Linked DNA regions of Anas platyrhynchos: region 2 is linked to region 1. A link is a contact called in public Hi-C data. All regions are on one chromosome and are shown on one strand. The core of a region is the stretch at or near the end of the contact, and the rest is flanking DNA. Distances in the headings are between cores, read along the strand shown. Region 1 holds the start of CDC42BPA (CDC42 binding protein kinase alpha). Region 2 overlaps CDC42BPA (CDC42 binding protein kinase alpha).

The links. Hi-C and Micro-C count contacts between places; a contact is called where the count stands out from the background.
Region 2: a contact with region 1 is called in a Hi-C map of subcutaneous adipose tissue, with 2.1 times the contacts expected there. The contact joins the enhancer-like site here to the promoter of CDC42BPA in region 1. A contact is called at or near these places in 6 of 8 Hi-C or Micro-C datasets (F1 follicle, F5 follicle, liver and 3 more).

Annotation. Positions count from the first base shown.
Region 1 is chr3:19,722,846-19,730,200 of IASCAAS_PekinDuck_T2T, forward strand. It overlaps CDC42BPA (CDC42 binding protein kinase alpha), which reads left to right and starts at 4,347. Exons shown (of 37, transcript XM_072035491.1): 1 at 4,347-4,488; 2 at 4,977-5,194. The coding sequence starts at 4,999. It overlaps XDH (xanthine dehydrogenase), which reads right to left and starts at 2,160. Exons shown (of 38, transcript XM_072035488.1): 1 at 1,558-2,160.
Region 2 is chr3:19,762,088-19,769,442 of IASCAAS_PekinDuck_T2T, forward strand. CDC42BPA (CDC42 binding protein kinase alpha) reads left to right here. Exons shown (of 37, transcript XM_072035491.1): 3 at 6,929-7,020. Among named protein-coding and RNA genes, the nearest start is that of CDC42BPA, 39 kb to the left of the region's middle. Within about 2 kb of position 4,739, at least 1 of the 8 cell types and tissues checked has an H3K27ac peak or open chromatin away from gene starts, as enhancers often do. A contact at or near this core is called in subcutaneous adipose tissue, where this site is marked.

The sequences.
Region 1 (7,355 bases), core at 3,097-5,596:
AGTGACACCCACCAGAATATACTAAGTTTTATTTCACCGACGGGAGAAACTAATTAATACACTACATTCAAACTAAGAGTTTTCAGAACTTTCTGGGGTAATACTGGCATTATTTTCCCTACTGCTCAAGTAGGGAAGTTGGAAAAAATAAATAAACAAATACGAGCTGAAAGCACTGAGACTGACGGAGGTGAGGACAGAAACTACAACTTGTGGCTGCCAACCTTCTGCTTCCACCGCTGCTCGGTGTGATTCTGACTTGAAAACCACATCTCGCCTCTTTGTCATCAACCACTTCCACCGGTTCCCCTTTGGGGAAAAGAGATGCGTGGTGAGGTTACAGTTACAGCAGAGAACAGGCTAGTCAGATGGCTAACTCCTCTACAGATTACACTCTCACATTCAAATAATCCTGTGAGCCAACGTATTTTCCAAGCCTTTCATACCTTCTGTATAACACAACACTTTGTGTATGGAGATTCTGCAGAAGTACCTTTATTACTACTTCTTCCTTAGCTAGAATGTATTAATTACAGACCATTCCTCTAAATAAGAAGAAAGCAAAAAGCAATGCACTATGAACAGCAAAGAAACGTAATTACAGAGTCAGATGTCCTTTAGATGTCACTATGACTCCATTAAGGAGCAGGCACACAACACACACACGCCTCGTGTTGTCAGATCAGTTATCAAAACAACGTCTTTCCTCCGTGACTTCATTACACACGACTCAAACAGCTCATTCATCAAATGCCTGCTATGTTGGGAAAATGGGCTTTTTAAGAAAATGGTGCCTTCCAGATGCATTTATTACAAACCAGACGTGAGAAATAGTTCTGAAAGGAAACAGAAGTACAGCAAGACTTGAAGTTTGAAGGTCACATCCAGTAAGGGTTAGCATCAAGGCTCTTATGGCAGACTGCTACTTCTCTTTGCCAGCTATATGTAGAAGGAGGAAAAGGAACCAAAAGGAAAAAATAAAGGCAGCCAGTTCTGTGACAACTTCAGAAGAACTGGACTGCCGTCATTCAACCGCTCTCATTGAAAACTTATAAATACAGTGATGTTGCACTAAAACTAAGGAAGAGAATGGAATGGAGGATGGGGAGGACACCATTTCATTCTGATTTACAACTTCATCTCCTTAAATCAGCAATGATGCTACGTTAAAGAAAACGAAGTATTTATCCCCATTTTCACTCCAGACAACAGACCAAGGATTGCCTACTGAGCTGTTGGTCTCCAAATATCACAGAATTGGTCCCTCATCCTTCTCTATTCCCACTACCTTCAGGACACAAACCTCAACACCAGGGTATACACACTTCATGGACCAGGATGTGAACCACGTTAAGATCATGAGGTCTATTTTACACACATATCTCAAAAACAAATAAACAATAGGGACCTCTTGTCAGCACCACTGCCATCACGTTTACATACACTTCAGCTGACAACATTTCACAGGAACTCAATCCCCTCTCACCCATCAATGCCAAAGACAAAGCAGACACCAACACGGGCACACGCACCCAAAACAAACCTATTCCAACTTACCCCATTCCAGATACTCGAGGATGTTCTTCTCTCTTCTCAGCGGGGAGTTATTGCACTCATCGTACAGGCAGATGAGGATATCCAGCAAGGTCTCCACGCTGAAGCACTGCCCGTTGCTTTGGGTCGGCCCATCCAGAATGAACTGCTCCAGCTGCTTCAGGCGCACTTCTCCAGACATGGCTGTTTCGCTTTGCATCGGGGGGTCTGTTTTAAGCATTACTTCGTTCAAAAATTACTTCGTGCTGTCGCGGGGAGCTTTGCCTTTCCTCCTCTTGCTCCTGATGCTTACCGGGCATGCTCCCGAGGCTTGTCAGCGCTTCAGGGAAGGCGAAGGTTCAATCGCCAAGCGGTCCTGCGATGCTGCGCCAAGGGGCGGCGGGCACCATCCGTCCGTCCCTCCCTCCCTCATCGCCGTCCCCCTCAGCCCGGCGCCCTCCCCTCAGCCTGACCCGGCCTCGCTCACACGCAGCAGCCGCCGCCGAGCTCGCGGCAGCCCAACATGGCGGCGCGGCTGGGGAGGGGGGAGCCGCCGCCGAGCGCCGCCGCAGCGCGGGGAGCCGAGCCCGGGAGCCGCCGCTACTGCTGGGATTGAGGGGAGGAGGCTGCCGGGGGCGGGGGGGCTGCAGCAGGGAATGCAGGGAGACGGGCGGGACCGGGACCGGCCCCGGGGAGGGGAGGCTCAGGGCAGCGCGGCCCCGCCTCGGCCCCGGCCCCGGCTCCGGCTCCGGCTCCGGCTCCACACGGGGCTCGCCCCTCGCCTCGGGACGGCGGGGCGCGGGCAGGCGCTGAGGCGGGTGCCCCCAGCTCGGTAACCGGCACAAGACCCTCCGCGTTTGGTGTTTTTTGGTTGTTTTCGCTATAACAAGCATCCTTATGTATATTTTTCACTTTTCTTCACTGAGGTATATAATACGCAAGCACTCTGAAGTACCCATCTAGATGAAGATGAAACATGGCATTAGGAGTAAACGCAAGTCCCACGCAGTTTGCTTAGATTTGTAGAAAAGTGATGTTCAGGATCTCTGAACCGCGTGTAAACTCACTGGGGTGAAGTTAGGCACAGGGCAGCGACTCCCGTCTTGTGCTGTTGAGAAGGAAAAATGGATGGGCTGTTCTTCAGGGAGGAGCAGCGCGCTGACTGATAAGCACGGGAATGACAGCCAAGGGTTTGGACAACGTCTTGTGGAAGGAAGAAACTCTCCTACCAACTCATGATGAGTGACAAAATGTGCAGAGAATTTGACTCTCAAAACTTTCTACACAGAAACCCTCCACGAAATGTCTTTGGAAGTGCTGAAAATATAGGTGAGCTTGTCAGAGGTAGGAGAATTGACATTAAGCTATGACGTTGGGGACAAGGCAAGGGTTTCCCTCCTGTTCTGAGGTACACTGTCGTTATGACAGTGGAGCTCTCACTGCAGCTTTTGTACTGGCACCCAGGCAGATCCAGACATGCAGAGTTAGTGTTTCTTTTCATCTCCAACAATTCCCAGCTGCTGCATTTATGCTCTTTCCTACAGAGCTTTTCTTATCCCCTGGAAAGTGCCGCCAATTTGTGTCCAGAGATAAGGAGAGGATAAGGATAAAACTCTGGGGTTAGGAGCACCATGTATGATGCTTGGGAAGAGGCAATTGAGCATGCTGAATGCAGCAGAAGCGTGGAGCGTCCTCTCTGCTCTGCCTTCTGCAACACCTGAAGCAGGTCCAAGTCCAACACCACTCGTAGAGTGCAGGAGAAGACCTCGTTCTTTGCTGTGGTGACAAGACCCAAGGTGTGCAGTGGGAGAGGGCTGATCATTCCCTGCTCTCTCCCTGAAAGGGCTGTGCTGAAGCTTTAAAATAGGTTTGAATTAAGACTTTTCCTAATTACGGCAATATGAGTATCATCATTGTCTTCAATGCAGTTGCCAATAGGAAGGAAACCCTTGCCTTGTCCCCAACGTCATAGCTTAATGTTAATTCTTCTACCTCTGACAAGCTCACCTATATTTTCAGCAGTTCCAAAGACATTTCGTGGAGAGTTTCTGTGTAGAAAGCTTTTGGAGTCAAATTCTCTGCACATTTTGTCATTCATCATGAGTTGCTAGGAGAGTTTCTTCCTTCCACAAGACGTTGTCCAAGCCCTTGGCTGTCATTCCCGTGCTTACCAACCAGGCAGCGCGCTGCTCCTCCCTGAAGCACACACAGCCCATCCATTTTCCTTCTCCACAGCACACGAGGCGGCCGAGGGAGCCCCGCCTCAGCGCCTGCCCGCGCCCCGCCGTCCCGAGGCGAGGGGCGAGCCCCGTGTGGAGCCGGAGCCGGAGCCGGAGCCGGGGCCGGGTCCGAGGCGGGGCCGCGCTGCCCTGAGCCTCCCCTCCCCGGGGCCGGTCCCGGTCCCGCCCGTCTCCCTGCATTCCCTGCTGCAGCCCCCCCGCCCCCGGCAGCCTCCTCCCCTCAATCCCAGCAGTAGCGGCGGCTCCCGGGCTCGGCTCCCCGCGCTGCGGCGGCGCTCGGCGGCGGCTCCCCCCTCCCCAGCCGCGCCGCCATGTTGGGCTGCCGCGAGCTCGGCGGCGGCTGCTGCGTGTGAGCGAGGCCGGGCCGGGCTGAGGGGAGGGCGCCGGGCTGAGGGGGGGACGCCCGCCCCGGGGAACGATGCCCTTGGCCTGGGGGAGCGAGGCCGGGGCAGCGCCGCCCCGCCGGGAGTGAAGCCGCTGCCGGGGCCTCAGCGGGACGCGCAGCAGCAGCAGCAGCAGCCGCGGAGAGCAGGGAGAGGGAGGGAGGGAGGGAGGACGGCGGCGGTGGCGCCGCGGCCATGGGGAGGCTTTGACAGGGCGCCCAGCGCTCCCCTGCGCCGTGCCGGGGCCGCCCCTTGGCGCTGCATCGGAGGAGCGGGGGGCGATGAAGCCGTCGGCTGCCCTGAAGCGCTGAGAGGCCTCGGGAGGACACCCGGTAAGCAGCGGGGGCAGGCGGAGGAAGGGCGAGGCTCCGCGGGACGGGGCTGTGCCTTCAGCAGGCCTGGCTGAGGGCTGCACGGGGGATCCGAAGCCGTAGGGATGCGGTCGGACCCCGCTCGGGCTCGTCCTGCGTGACCCGAATGCTGGATGGAGGGGGAGAGCTGCCTCAGCGTGCAAACGGCTCAGTCTGAGGCGGCTGGGGTGGTGAAATCGGCTCTACGCAGCCGTGGTTGAATTTCAGGGTAGCTGTTACCATTGACGTGTCAGAAACAGATAGATATTTTTCATCGCTAACCATATTAAGTGGTTTTTCTCTTCTTAACAACGATGCACGCAGACACGCGCTCTATGCATCCGTGTCTGAAACTTGCTGGGCTTCACTTTCAAGCTGGGAATGCTGAAGGGACCTAAAAATGAAGCACAACCACAATTTTATTAAAAATCCGGTTGACATTTCCTTTTTCTTTCTTTTTTTGGATGAAGTATACTTAAAAAAGACCCCCCAATGCAAAGCGAAACAGCCATGTCTGGAGAAGTGCGCCTGAAGCAGCTGGAGCAGTTCATTCTGGATGGGCCGACCCAAAGCAACGGGCAGTGCTTCAGCGTGGAGACCTTGCTGGATATCCTCATCTGCCTGTACGATGAGTGCAATAACTCCCCGCTGAGAAGAGAGAAGAACATCCTCGAGTATCTGGAATGGGGTAAGTTGGAATAGGTGCGTTTGTTTTGGGTGCGTGTGCCCGTGTTGGTGTCTGCTTTGTCTTTGGCATTGATGGGTGAGAGGGGACTGAGTCTAACGGTGTGTTCCTGTGAAATGTTGTCAGCTGAACTGCACTTGAACATGGTGCTGGTGGTCCTGACAAGAGGTTCCTATTGGTTATTTGTTTTTGAGGTGTGTGTGTAAAATGGACTTTATGTTTTTGGCATGGTTCAGATTCTGGTCCATGAAGTGTATATACCCAGGTGTTGGGGTTTGTGTCCTGAAGGTAATGGGAATAGAGAAGGATGAGGGACCAATTCTGTGATATTTGGAGACCAACAGCTCAGTAGGCAATCCTCGGTCTGTTGTCTGGAGTGAAAATGGGGATAAATACTTCGTTTTCTTTAACGTAGCATCATTGCTGACTTTAGGAGATGAAGTTGAAAATCAGAATGAAATGGTGTCCTCCCCATCCTCCATTCCATTCTCTTCCTTAGTTTTAGTGCAACATCACTGTATTTATAAGTTTTCAATGAGAACGGTTGAATGACGGCAGTCCAGTTCTTCTGAAGTTGTTACAGAACTGGCTGGCTTTATTTTTTCCTTTTGGTTCTTTTTCCTCCTTCTACATATAGCTGGCAAAGCGAAGTAGCAGTCTGCCATAAGAGCCTTGATGCTAACCCTTACTGGATGTGACCTTCAAACTTCAAGTCTTGCTGTACTTCTGTTTCCTTTCAGAACTATTTCTCGCATCTGGTTTGTAATAACTGCATCTGGAAGGCACCATTTTCTTAAAAAGCCCATTTTCCCAACATAGCAGGCATTTGATGAATGAGCTGTTTGGGTTGTGTGTAATGAAGTCACGGAGGAAAGACGTTGTTTTGATAACTGATCTGACAACACGAGGCGTGTGTGTGTTGTGTGCCTGCTCCTTAATGGAGTCATAGTGACATCTAAAGGACATCTGACTCTGTAATTACGTTTCTTTGCTGTTCATAGTGCATTGCTTTTTGCTTTCTTCTTATTTAGAGGAATGGTCTGTAATTAATACATTCTAGCTAAGGAAGAAGTAGTAATAAAGGTACTTCTGCAGAATCTCCATACACAAAGTGTTGTGTTATACAGAAGGTATGAAAGGCTTGGAAAATACATTGGGTCACAGGAATTTTTTGTGAAAATGTAATCTGTAGAGGTGTTAGCCATCTGATACCGTGATAATAATTATTAAAAAAAAAAAAAATCAAGTAAAATCATACTGTTAGAATACATGTGTTTGGAGCACATCGTGTTGACTGCTGTAAATTCTAATGTCTGATGGAAAGAATGGATCCTTCCAAGGATCTGCCAGTGCCTGAAGCTGTCTGTAACAAGTTTTACAGAGCACTAATGGAAATAATACCTTATTTCGGCCTTTCCAAAGTAGTGTTTCTTGCTGGCCTCTTCAACTTTTTGCTCTCCTGCTTGCAGCTGTGCCTTAGCAGGACTCCTGCTTCAAGTCAGAGCAGTTCCTCCTGCTTTCATGGAAGCACTGTCAGAGCCCTCTGTCTGTTGCCAGTTTTACTCTTCAGATTTTTAACTTGAGTTGTTGGAGAGGGGTTGTGAGGTGAAATGTAGGAGCAACGGTTTCTAGTGGCTGCATTTGGAAGTGTCACATGAACGGTGTTGTTATCTTGCAAATGCTGCTGAGCTGTCTCTGCTGCCTGCCAGCACTCCTGGTGAAACCAGCACCCTTGGCATTCCTGTTGAGATGTGGGTCTTGGCAAAGTGAGGTTCCTACAGTTGTTAGCTTCAGCTCGTGGGTGCAGTGAATCTACGAAGGGCATCCTGTTCTTTGGTGTAATCGTAACCTCACCACGCATCTCTTTTCCCCAAAGGGGAACTGGTGGAAGTGGTTGATGACAAAGAGGCGAGATGTGGTTTTCAAGTCAGAATCACACCGAGCAGCGGTGGAAGCAGAAGGCTGGCAGCCACAAGTTGTAGTTTCTGTCCTCACCTCCGTCAGTCTCAGTGCTTTCAGCTCGTATTTGTTTATTTATTTTTTCCAACTTCCCTACTTGAGCAGTAGGGAGAATAATGCCAGTTTTACCCCAGGGAGTTCTGAAAAGTCTTAGTTTTTAATGTGCTGTATTAGTTTATTTCTCCCGTCAGTGAACTAAAACTTG
Region 2 (7,355 bases), core at 3,489-5,988, 40 kb after region 1:
TGTTACATAAGATGTAATGAAGCTCTTGGTATCAACAAAAAATCAAATGTCTGACTTGAGTATATCTGATTTGTATAGATAACTGTAAAAACAGTCTTTTAAATTAAAATTGTAAAGTAAAAGGAAGGCAGACATGATGTGTAGCTTAAGTACCTGTTGTTAGTCACCTGCAATTTAATGAACGATAAGTTGGAGCAAAGCCTCAAGACTACTTGTGGTGGTAAAAGGAGAAAGGAAATAGCTCAGGGAATTTGTGAAAGGGCGCTGGCAAGTGTTGATTGCCCAAACTAAACAGGACTTTGGTGACAGAGAGACTTCATATAGACACACCAGAGTTTGGAAGGAAAAGCAGGAGACAGAATTAGCAGTAAGGAATGGATAGAGAAAGAATTAGGTTCAGATGGAGGCTTCTGTGGCTGGCAGGACAAGGCTATAAGGATGTGGTCATAAACAGACAGCCATGAGCACATGGATTTAGGAAGTGGGTGAGGTACAGATGTGGACAAAGCTGTGAGGTGGCTGTGGGAGAAACCATCAGGTGATGTGGCAAAAGAACGTGGGGACAAAACTGGACGATGGTTTTTGTGGTAGAAGCTAGAACTGAACAGCTGAGAAGGAAAGCACTGGGATGAAGAGTCACAGGAGGGAAGAGCTGCAGTTGGATTACCTACTTGTGAGAGGCAAGAGAAGGTAGTCCAACCAAAGTTGCAATATTAGATCTGTTTGAGTAAAATCCTTCAAATTTTTCATTTTCTAGCTTCAGAAATGAAATAGGAGACTCCTGAAGTGCTGTGAAATACCGTGGACACTGAGCAGGGGGCTTCCTCAGTGCTGATCCATGGTGTGAATGGTAGCTGGCAGCACTGGTCCTTTACTTGGTGAGGAGTGTTAGATGCCTGCGTTTGGAGGAGCGAAGTCACTGGCTTTATTGTGGTGAAATACTCATCTTCTTATGGTATGCAGCAGAACTTCTAGGGGTCATTATTATTATTTTCAGATGAGGAGAATATTTAAATCATGTATTAAGGATGAAAAACCATGCATACAGAGCAAAGGAAATAGCAGAATTAACGATGCCTCCACAGCTCCCCTGAGAGGATGTTTTACAGTCTGCGGTTACCAAATATGTGTTCTGCAGAAGGGAGAGCTGTTACTTGACAGGTGGTCATTCTTTCCTTTGTTTTTTCCCCCTTCTAAAAATTTGCTGTGTGGTTGCATGCTTTGTTTCTTGCATAATATCCACATTTGTCTCTGGTAGTCATCAGCCCATAATCTTTCACAAACAGTAAGATAGGTTTTTTTGTGTTTTTTTTTTTGAGTGCAATCAGATCAAATGGCAACATCTTAATTTTACGTGATAAAATTAAGGCCCTGAGAGACTGAGTTTTACTTAAACAGGAATCAAAAAAGAATATATTTTGATTCTTCAGAACATTTAGTAATTCTAAACACAGGCCTGATAAATTTTAGTTAATTCTAAACATAGTGCAAGCATCCAATGTTTTTTGGCAGTCAAATAACAGCATTTTGAGTTGTATGTGAAATACTAAGGAATGCAAAGTTTGATCTTGTCTGTCAGAAATGTGATTTCTGTTGTCTTGGTTCCAGCTCTGTGACAGCATGAAGGATGGACTCTAAGCAGCATTCAGCTTTATAAGCATATGACCACCTTTTTTCTCCTTTGTTAGCCTTTCAGGTTTTCTAAATACCTGATTTTTTTAATTTTTTTTTTGTCTACTCTTGTTTTGCTCCTAGAGCATTTCCACCCCCTTTACTAGGTGAAGCAGGAGTCCTACGGTAAAGATTTTACTTCCAGTGCTACAAGAATTGCATCAGAATTACATAGCAGGATGAAATGAAGTTCAACATTTCATTTTTGATGATAGTATTAAAACATAGGGTGGTTCACTGAAACTCTTGTGATGAGAAAGAATGGTGACGTGAAAAATAATAGCCGTATTTTGATGTAGTGTGGAAGCGTTGCCCAGATCTGCAGTGAGGGTTTAACGAATGCAGGTATTACTTTTCATCTGAGTCTTGGGGGAGGAACAGAACTGTCTTGTATGTTTGGGAAAGATATTTTATTTCTATCTCTGATTTTACAATTCCTGTTGAATCTTTTGCGGTAGCTATAGCCAAAAATGGCTGGATGGTCTCCAGTTGACCTAGAAGACAACTGATTATTATTATTATTAATAATATTTATTAATAAGGATGAATAGGATTCAAAATATTGTGTCTGCATGTACAACTGTAAGGGAATTTGTGGACGTACTTCTGATTTTTGGAAAACAACAGATTCTTAAACTGTACAGACAGATGTTGGCAATTAATTGTTCATCAGGAAAACATGTCAAAAATGTTCTGAATGAAAACTGAATCTTAACTGCTAAAACTGAAAAGGGTATTTGTGGCTTAAATTTTTTACTTTGCCTTAAATAACGTTCAGCTGTTATCGCTGTCAACTATTGTGTTTTGTCCCTGGTTTCCTCCAAAGAGACAAGAAGCTGCAAGAAGGCTTTCTTGTGCTGTTTTGCCAATCTTAGGTGGGTAGAGATAAAAGGAGACTTTTGTCTCCTTTCAATTAAATAAGTCTTTAAACAGCTCTGTCTTGATGACTGCCAATTATTTCTCCTTCTTTTCAGTAGTAATGTTTATTTTGGGAGGAGCTTTCTCTCACACCTCCTTTCTGGAGATTTTTGAAACATCCACTTGTGGTCTGTCTTAACTCAGAAATGCTATGTACACATTTCATAATCACAGTGGATAAAAGCCAATTGAAAATAGTTTGAATTTGGACTGAACCTGTAAAATAAAAACACTTGTTCAATTACTTTCAGGAATTCAGCAGAAATTTCAAAACTGCAGAATGCCTTTAAAAACATGTCCATCAGTGCAGTGTATTTTGCTTTCTTCTTTTTTGTTTTGTTTTTGTGTTTGCGAGGACGGTGTTAGTAGGAATTGCAGAAACTTTTGGTAGTATGAGGGACAGTTTCTTAGGTCAAGTGTTTTTTCCTCTTTGCAAGGGAAAGCTCTGTGTGTATTTTTATATTATTTTTTTCAAGTGGACCCATGTGAACCTAATGAGGTTCTACAAAGCCAAGTGCAAGGTGATGCACCTCTCCTGTGAAGAAAGGCTGATAGAGAAGAAAAGGCTCTGGGAAGACCCCATTACAGCCTTTCAATACTGAAGAGGGGGCTTATAAAAAAGATGGAAAGTGGCATTTTTTCAGGCAGATAATGACAGGTCAAAGGGAATGGTTTTTAACTAAAAGAGGGGAGATTTAGATTAGAGGTTAGGAGGAAATTCTTCACTCAGAGGGTGGTAAGGCACTGGCACAAGTTGCCCAGAGAAGCTGTGGATGCCCCATCCCTGGAGGTGTTGAAGGCCAGGTTGGATGGGGCTTCGGGCAACCTGAGGTGTCAGAGATGTTGGAACTAGGTGATCTTTAAAGTCCCTTCCAACCCAAGCCATTCTATGAATCTTTCGTATGATTTATAATTATTTTTAACTGATGAAGGAAAGGGGTTTTCTCTTGAGATAGAAAACTAGCTGATGGATATAGGCTGTTTTCCTTTTCAATTCCCTGTTTCTGTTACAATGAACTTTCACCATTGGTTTTAACAGTTGTGGTGGATTCAGCTTTTAGTTTCTAAATCTCTAGAATTTTAGAATTCCTTAATATTGCCCTGTTCTGTTTTGTTTTATTTTTAAATCAACTGTGAGTGCACATTTTAAATTGCTGCTCCAAGCCTGCAGGTGCTTTCTCTAAGCAGTTTGTGATCCTCATCTCACCTTGATTGAATTTAACCCTGTGCATACAGCAGCTCTAGTTCTCTGCAGTGAGGAAGGGAGAAGGAGAGATGGACTTTTATCCCCATGAGTTTAAAAATTAAATCCCTTGGTATTAAATATACCGTAAGTAATGCTAATAAGTGTCCTCAAAGTGCTGCAGACAGGCACTATTACCAGTCAAGGAAACTGCTGCTCTTTCTGAAAATGAGCATTATTTTCTAACTGTCACCTTCATTATGAATCCCTTAATGGAAAGGGGGAGTTAACTGGGGTTGGGGTGTTGTGTACCCATATAATTTAATAGAGCAGCGTTGCAGGGGCCCCTTAGAGCATATTGCATTTGGAAAACCCTTCTCTGACCAGGAGGTTTGCTGTCTTCGTGTGGCGTTGCCAAATCAGTTGCCTGTGAACCTCATAGTCTGGAAAGCCTGGAGTATGAAATTGCTGTCTGAAGAGCTGCCTTCCAAGACCCTTGCCTAGGCCAAACTTTCCGTGCGAGAGATGGCTGTTGCCACAAGAACAGCAGATGTTTGTACAGCAGGCAAACAACATAGATGATAAAGCAAATTGACCTTTCTTTTTTGTTTTGGAACGAGCTATTTAGAGTACATTCCAAGAGCAGATCTTTTTTTCCTCTTTCTTTTCTTTTCTTGGACTTTATCTTCCATCATAGAACTGCTTGACTATACATTGACATTTCTAATGCTACAGATGATTAAAATATATATTTATATATATGTGCTAGGGTTTACTAACATTTCCACTAACACTGATGCTACAAATCATTAAACTGTACCCAAACGTATTCTTGCCTGTTGTATTTTACTGAAGTAGTTTTAATGATGTTTATTTTTCCAGTGTCCCTATGGGAACCCTGGAAGAATCCAAAATGTAATAATTAAAGAATGACAGGCCTTTCCTTACAATATAAAGTGAGGAAGAGTTTTGTGGTTTAAATAGCTATGCTGTTGCTTGTTAACAAGATATTTTGCCTTGTATGCTATCCAGGCCTACAATGGTCCAAAAAACAAGTCGAAGTCAAGAACTACACGTTTGTTTTCAATCAGTTGTTTTTCAAGTTAAAAGACTTGAATAGGATGTTCTAATTTGTTCAGTTATAGACATCAGTAGTGTTAATATTTGTATTAAATTACTTGGAACAGCACAGCTTTTGCTGTCCCAGTAAGGCAGTACATTTTGCTGTCACTTATTTTGTTTATTGCAAGACTTTTTTTACATTATTTTTTTAAAAAAAAAGTCCTGTGTTTTTTTTTTTTTATGTTTTAAAAAATTGGTTGAAAGTTCGGGATCTCAGTGAGCTTGAGAAAAATACTTCAGTTGAATTACATTTTAAAAGAATACCCTGCACTTTAATTGTACAATTAAATATATTGAATAAAACGAGTATAAATTGAAGGTAAAAATATCACTAAAATGAGTGCAAATCTTGGTGCCTTATGGCTACATCATTACTATTTGGACCTAAAACCTACTTGTCTGTTCATTTATTTAGGCAAAAACTGATGTTCCTAGAGTTATAACAAATGTAACTCATGTTAGATTCATTGCATCCGAAGAATCTTAGAAAAAAAGAACATGTTAAGGCTGATAAGAAAAATAAAATTAAAAATAAATGTTACTTCTTCAGGGCAAAAATATCAATTGTTGTTATCAATGGCTTGTACAGTCAAATTATATGATAATCAAGAAAAACCTTATTTCCAAATTCATTAGCTGCCTATGGAGAGGGTGTATTTGTAAATAGTTTGGCCTACCATTTTTCCTTGTCAAGTCATTTCAAACCTACAATGACAAACTGGGTGCTTGGTCTTTCAGTTCATGGACTCTGGCAAGGTAATGCATTTTTTGAGTTAAATTTTGTTTATGGATACTTGTATATGGATACAAACAGTGCTAAATTGATGTGTATATATATATATATTATGTATGTATATATACTATCTTTGTTTTATTTTAAGAGTCTAAATCTCTCAATTTAAGAATATAAAGTTAGTAAGTCAACCTCATAAAGTTGTGTATTTACTGTAGTGGAATTGTTTGCAAGAGTAAGAGGGAAGTACTAAACCCTTTGTGCTTCAGAGAAACAAAGCGTAGGGGAAAAGAATGCTATTATTTATAGGCACAATAACTGTAAAGAACTTCTTTTGTCTGAAACATAGTAAGTATTAAATCTTTGACTTGACAATGTATCATTCCATTTGGATGAGAACATCCAACCTGGTGTTAAGTAATTCCTATATCATCTCTTAGCATGAGAATTAAGTTAAATGTTGCGTGTTTAATTCTCTTCCCACCCAAACCTTGGAAATATGAACTTGAAATGTGGTGGTTTGAATTATTTTTTTTTAATGCTATTCTTGTAATGGAGCATAAAAAAATTAAAGTCTGGTTGTTGTTGCTCCCCTCCCACCCTCTGTTTTTCTGTTTTGTTCTTCTTTTTTGGGGAGGTGGGAGTGTTGGATTTAGGAAGGGGATATAGGGGGGACAGGTTCTTTTTTATTTTGTGTTCTTCTATTTTTTTGATAAACCCACTTTATACAGGTAGGGTATTTTCCACTGAATGTGTTGATAACATTCTGTGAATAAAACTGTTCTTGCTGCCGGTAGCAAAGAATTAACCCATAAGTGTCCTCTCTGTTGAAGAAGTGGTCTATAAAAAATATTGCATGATGCATAAATGAGGCCAGTATTATCCTTCTTGTCATCTTTCATCAGCATTTTAATTTTATATCAAATACAATAGCGTTTTCCTGTTTGGCAGAGAAAATCATATTGTCCAAAGTGAACTCCTCATTATATTATCCTTTCCTTTTGTGATCACTGATCACATAAAACACAAATGCAGTAGATGTCTATGATCTCAAAAGACTGTATCATTGGACTTTTTTTTTTCCTTTTCTATAAAGGTAAAATCAATTTTTTTTTTTACAGCAGTTTTGTCTTAGTTCTACTGCCTGTTATTTCCATCTTTACGTTTTGTTACATTACATTAGAGAATATAGGTATATAAGCAAAATGGTCTGTTGTTTTCAGGACTCTGATTACATTTTATGTTTCATTGTGGTTTTTTGTTTGTTTGTTTTTTAATGGTTGATATTTTCCTTGTTTCAGCAAAACCGTTTACATCTAAAGTGAAACAGATGCGACTACATAAAGAAGACTTTGAGATCCTGAAGGTGATTGGGCGAGGAGCCTTTGGTGAGGTATGTCTGTGGAAAAGGAAGGATCTGAATATACTTGCTGATCTGCCCCACTGAGGAGAGACAGTTCATAGCCTCATACCAGTGTGTAAGTTTTACATTATTCAGGCAGAAGGGATATTTTAGGCCAACCTAAACCTTGAAGCAATTATATTTTGTTTTGTATCTTCTCTGGAAGCCCTTTACAGCTCTTTTTAATCTCTTAACTTTTGAGAGAAGGCAAGTTCACATGGGCTAAAAGACCATATTTCAGCCATCTGATAAGTCATTTACTTGACTATAGTTCTTTGAGTCAGCAGATAGAGACCACTGAGTTACTGATGGTGTGAAGATATAGT